Linked DNA regions of Mus musculus: region 2 is linked to region 1. The links are chromatin contacts, called in public HiCAR-type maps. All regions are on one chromosome and are shown on one strand. The core of a region is the stretch at or near the end of the contact, and the rest is flanking DNA. Distances in the headings are between cores, read along the strand shown.

Region 1 (2,956 bases), core at 276-2,775:
AGTGGGAGAGTATGGGGGAAAGATGGATCAGTGAGGAATTACAGAAAGAATTGTGGCAAATATGATCAAAATATGTTGTATAAAATTCTCAAAGAATTAATAAAATATACATTTTTTAAAAGAACAATAAAACAGTCTTTATTTATAACTATGATGGTATCATAGGGACTACTTTCAGGGATTTATGCCTTAGAGGAAAGGTCTTGGGCCCAAATTCCAAATGACAAGGGGAAATGGGAACTTATAACCAATGGTCAACAAAGCAGGGGGTGAATACATGGACAATCACAAAGAGGCCTCAGAGGCAGGGGTGAAGTTTCTGAATTAGGGTCATGCTTCATAAAGTCAGACTACATGGTCACAGCACGGTTAGAATTTAGGCAAGAAGGGAATCTTGGTTTGGAGGTTGTCTGTATGCTTATCTGTCTGCTTGTATATATATCATGAGAGTATACTCATTACTTTTATATGAGTAAAAATTAAGGAAATAAAATTTAAATCCATAGAGAAGATTATTTATTAAGGTAACAATGTGACAGTAGAGGTTATAGGAGGTCTGCTATGAAGCCAACAAATTGACATAAATAGTAATATGCTATGATGTCATTACACTTCAAAATGTCATTGTGGCATTTGTTGTTTTTTATTATTTTCAGATAGTGGCTTATTGAATACTCATTATGTGTCACTGTGGAATTCTAATAAAGATAGAGAAATAAAGACCAGTGTCTGTTGGTTGATAAGCTTCCTGCAGTAGGACCTTCCTAAGTGGGTGACAGTATGCAGTAAGCTTTTTAGAGATGATACAGTGGTGTGTGTGTGTGTGTGTAAGAGAGAGAGAGAGAGAGAGAGAGAGAGAGAGAGAGAGAGAGAGAGAGAGAGAGAGAGAGTAACTTTCCAAGGATCACAAACTTCATCTTTAAAGATGAAGAGAATAAAGGATAGAGGCATTTTCTCAGCTGGATCAGACTCTCTCATACCATATAGCCTTGAGCAACTCACTTTTTTAGTAGAGCAACACCATTCCATTCATATTAAATGAGATATTGCATCAATGGCTTAGCAGTGTATCTTGAATGCCACAGAGAAGTACCACAGAGGAAACAAGTATCCTCTATTTTTATACAATTCTTCCCTTCACAACAGGCCTAATTATTAGTTTTTTTCCAGATATTGAAACTAGCGTTTGGATCATTTTCAGAGTGCTTTCCTGGTCAGCAGAAACTGCCTTTTACATTATCCTCCCACCTGTAATTGCTTCTCTTACTTTACAAAATAGGTTGGCATTACTATGCCCATTCTACTGTTGAAAAAACTGAAGCTCAGGGTACTACTGAAATCACTTTGGTTCCAACAGGCCTAGTGAGAGTGACTAAGCCAGGAGTGAAAAACTGTTGTGTAAATTCCAAGTCCAGCAATGCTATGTAGGCCACACTGGCAGCAAACAACTAGTACAACACCCCTGTATGAATGGCCTCATTGTCCAGCAAGACTGGCAGCAAATCCAACATAGCCTCTTCTACTTTGTCATCAGCACCAATGCCCAGATCCTTGACCATGTGGGTCACTGGTGAACACCTACTGAATGGAGCCCACACATGAACATTAGCAAACCCCAGCTGCTTTCTCTCAGCTCCATACCCCTCTGAGCCAGTAACAAGGCATTCTCAGCCACCTGGAGGTGGTATGTTCACAGACACAAAAGCATAACTAAAGTGATAAAATAGTCCAAAGTTTGCTAAGTGTTTTCTAACTTGAAGAATTTCCCAAGATCATTAAGAGGAACAATAAAGATGGGGGTGATACTCTAATTGGGATCAGAAACTGGAGAGCTTTGGTGCCATCTAGGGAACTGTGAAGTTCTGGAAACAAGTGTGTGCTTTTCTTTTCTCCCTCTCCTCTCTGTCTTTATGAGCCTTTCAGCTACAGTTCCAATGCTCCTTAGCAACAAAGGCGAGCTTCCCAGAGCTGGGTGACTCAGGAATGCCAGCCCTTTCCCTCATTAGCATTGAGGGGCCTCATCTGCCTGCGCAGTTGGCCAGAAACCATGCAAAAGGCAAAGTGGTTTGGGGAGGGCCCAGCATTTACCACGGCTTGTTGGAAAGTGGGAAGCTGCCTCAAAAGTTTCCAAACAAAAGGCATCAATATTATTTGTGGAGCCATCAGGCTGCCTGGGACACAATATGGCTCTGGCTTGGCCACATGCTCCCGCCCCAGGTTCTGAGCAAAGACTCCAGGCCTTCCCACATCACATCTTGGCCTTGGATCTTTACACAGTGCATTGTTTCCCTCTCCCCCTTCTGTTTTGTTGCTCTTCAGACTCAGTTTTTCCAAAATGGACAATGGGTAGACTCCAACTGGTAGTGGGGTTGCCCAGAAGAGGGCAATTGACAAAGGGTAAGTGGTCAGATGGTAGGACAATCACTAGCAGATGGTGCTTCTGAGGATAGAGTCCAGGAAAATTCATAGGCAGATTGAGCTCTGACAAAGGCCAAGGGAGATTTATCTTGTAAAGAGCAATTGGCACTTGGTACCAATCCCTAAAGCCCACACACTACTATCCCACACAGTTTTCTGTTCTTGCAAAGGGAGATTTAGACTGAGAATCTGTCTCATCAGAATTCCAAAGTTCTGGTTAGTTAGCCAATCCCCAGAAGATTATAACTGAAGCTCATTTTCTGCTTTCAAGGAGCCAGCTCTAAGCAGAGATTCCTTGGGCTTCCTTGGGCTTGGACACCTTCTGAGATGTGACTCTTCACTATGTGTTCTCTCAGACAAGTCCAATTTGTTCTTCCAAAATCCATCTCTCTTTTCCCTGTGGACATTGAGAATGTAGATTGATGACTCTGCTCCCTGTGCCTGTCCTTTATTGGCAGAAAAGAAGAAGGGATAGGGGGAAGGAAAATGGGAATCTTGCTTCTCTCCTACAGTGTTGACTCAAGTTCAGGAGGGAGGG
Region 2 (2,956 bases), core at 118-2,617, 710 kb before region 1:
CCACTTTTGTTGTGTTCCTGATAGGGATTCCCACCAAACTCCAGTAGAAGTTTCCAAATCCACGATCACTCATATGGCTTTGGTTTATGTCAGAACTCACAATATGAAACAGAAAGACACGAACTGATGAAAGAGATTCAGAAGCAAAAGGTAAAATGGACACAGGTGAGAGAGTAGGAAGTGGGAATTATGTGAATACACTATATATGAAATTGTGAAATGCAAATTTCAGTGAACTAAATTAAGAACTAGAAGAGAGGAATTTGTGTGTATTAAACACAAATGCTAAACATTTGAGGAGCAGGAAGTGGTTCAGTCTCTGATTTATTACTGTACTTGTTCGCATGCACCAGGTTACCACATTTTACCCACAGATAAGAACGGTGACTCTGTTTTAATTACATATCAATGAATAAGGAATAAATCCTCACCTTATTATATTGAAGGTAAAGCATTAAACAGACAATTAGACTAACATAGGACAGGTAAGTAGCACATCAGGCTAGTGAGGCTGAAGGAATTGGTAATTGTAGAAACAAGTCAATGTTGAAGTTAGGGTCCAGGAACTTGGGCTAGGTAGGGGTAAGACTTAAAGAGAAGCCTACTAATGGTAAGTAGAGGGGTCTATGAACTGGAGAAACTATTGAGTGAAAGAAGAGATAAAATGATCATCAAGTCATCATAAGGTGTAGTATTTGTCTGTTTATGTTAAAGGGATAAAAATCTCAGGTAAGATTTAAACCTAAAGGTAATATAAGAAAGGACAAGTGGTATTGGAAAATAACTCCAAAAGTGGCTCTAAGTTCTGAGATGTAAAAGTTTGGGGTGGCTAATTCAGGTGGTTTACTGATGTTATTTAGAACATTCAGACTAGCTATTAAAAACTCAAGTAGCAACTTAAAAAAATGATTCTTGACTCTCTGCTTCCACTCATCTGTTATGTTACTCATTCAATACCTGAGGGGACAACAGAGGCACTATTTATTATGGGTCTCATCATTTCTCAGAGCACTTCTGAGTTTATTTGATAATATTTAATGTTTGAAGTGAAGCTTACATTGCAATGTGTCACAAGTTTAAGCTGAAGAGAGCTCGTGGCATTTAGGGAAATATAGACTTCAACGGGAATCTCACAGTTTCAAGTAACAATGTAAATGGTGCAGCCAAATAAGGAAGGGATAAAAAGAACTCAGTGTCACCTCTGGCTGTTTGGTGGTGGAGGTTGTGTGAGGGTTTGATTTGTCTGGAAGAAAGAAGAGAGGATGCTGTTACAAAGTACTTCTCAGGCATTCTAGAGAGCACTAAAGAATTCAGACACTAAAGACATAGCTGGAACCTGGAGCCTGAGAAACTGCTCACTGTAACACTCTAGAATGAGTTGTATTGAGCAGTTTCAGCTTACCATGTCTCACTGAATGAGCCCGAGGAAATGAGTAATCTCTCAAATATGCTTTCATTATCCTTAAAATGAAGAAAGTAACCTTTTTTTTGACTGGCATTGTGAATTTCCAATGGATAGAAGGTACACAGTCCAGTGCCTGGCACAAAGTAATGGTTTACTGTATTTAACTGCTACAAGCAATGATAGAAAGGGCTGCATCTGAATGAGGTGGAGTGCCCACAGCCAGCGAGTGTTCTTTTTGCTTCTTATGAAGTCTGTTGGGATTCTTTGGGCTCTAAAAATAAAATTAAACAGTCTTTAAATTTTAAGTGGATATAGTAATTATTTGTAGATCAGTTTTCAAGCTTTAACTTTTAGCTGCAAAATCATTTTAAGCTCTGATCTTTCAATTATTCATTTCTACTATATTTTAATAAAAGGAATGTAAATACATAATGAGTATGACCAAATTGCAGGTCCAATGTTTTGTACCAATTAGGTTCTAAAATATTAAAGATGGGTGTATTAAGCAGGCTTTTTAAAGGTTGCAAGAGAGGTTCAACTTCCTCAATTCCTTATTTCTATCCAAGTCTCATTTCCTGTCAGTTACCCATTTGAGCCTTTCTGTGTATTTCAGAACATGAGAGCTAGCTCACAACCATGGAATCATGAATGTTGCATAGGAAATGAGGAACAGTTCTTAGCCTTCAATGAAAACGAGATGTGCCATGAGAACACAATCCTGTCATTCCCTGTGAGTTGTGCCAGTCAGTGACAGTGCTGAGCTATCCTGGCCACTATTTTGATGACCATTGCCATTTACATAGACAGCCAACCTTCAAGTCTCTGTCTCCAGCTATGACTTTGTCTTCTACTTCACATAAACTTGCCCAGTTCTTCATGGGATTGTCTATTACAATACCATAGGAAGCTTGATTAGCAAGTCCCCCCTCCAACCTTTATTATTTCATATAGTCTGTTCTATTTCTAGTACAGAAATAAATGGCATGACTTAAGCTAGTACTCTCGAAGTCATACTTGTTAGTGCAGCTTTAGTGGCTTTGATGGGGAAAAAACTTGTTTATGTGCAATTAGAGCTTGGCCAAATGATTCAACCATTCAAGGTATCATTTTCCTCATTTGTTATGTAGGGTCATGCTAATCCTGGGCTCACAGATTTGGTATGATAAATAGTTTTAAGTGCTTAGAAAATTACTTGTTACATAGGAAAAAACTATATAAATAAAAGAATTGTACACAGCATTCCAAGAAAGCTATTACTTTTATACCTTCCTCTATAAGTCTACTGGCATCCCTTAAATGCTGATTCAACCTCCAGAATATAGTAGATATTTTTATTTTCATCCTGGCTCAACCCTTGTTCCTTCCTGTCTCCAGTCTCTACGGCAACCAGAATGACATTTACTGAATTCAGATTGGTCATATTAGCTCCTGATCACAAGCCTTCATTGTGTTGGCCAAGCTAATTTGGTTTTCCATGGTCTGGCTCCTGTCTGCATCTCTAGCTGCTTTGCATCCTTCTCATCTCTATGTTCTAAGAAATTCAAATTAAGT

Evidence for each region. HiCAR-type assays count read pairs that join an accessible place to other places.
Region 2: a HiCAR-type map of astrocytes shows a contact between it and region 1, with 5 times the contacts expected there. The contact joins two enhancer-like sites. A contact is called at or near these places in 2 of 484 Hi-C or Micro-C datasets (cortical neurons and stem cell-derived neural stem cells) and 2 of 115 datasets of contacts at active chromatin or transcription factors (astrocytes and stem cell-derived neural progenitor cells).

The regions. Positions count from the first base shown.
Region 1 is chr4:96,718,335-96,721,290 of GRCm38.p6, reverse strand. No RefSeq gene overlaps it. Among named protein-coding and RNA genes, the nearest start is that of Cyp2j5, 56 kb to the right of the region's middle. Within about 2 kb of position 1,525, at least 60 of the 459 cell types and tissues checked have an H3K27ac peak or open chromatin away from gene starts, as enhancers often do. A contact at or near this core is called in astrocytes, where this site is marked.
Region 2 is chr4:97,431,347-97,434,302 of GRCm38.p6, reverse strand. No RefSeq gene overlaps it. Among named protein-coding and RNA genes, the nearest start is that of Gm40207, 16 kb to the right of the region's middle. Within about 2 kb of position 1,367, at least 12 of the 459 cell types and tissues checked have an H3K27ac peak or open chromatin away from gene starts, as enhancers often do. A contact at or near this core is called in astrocytes, where this site is marked.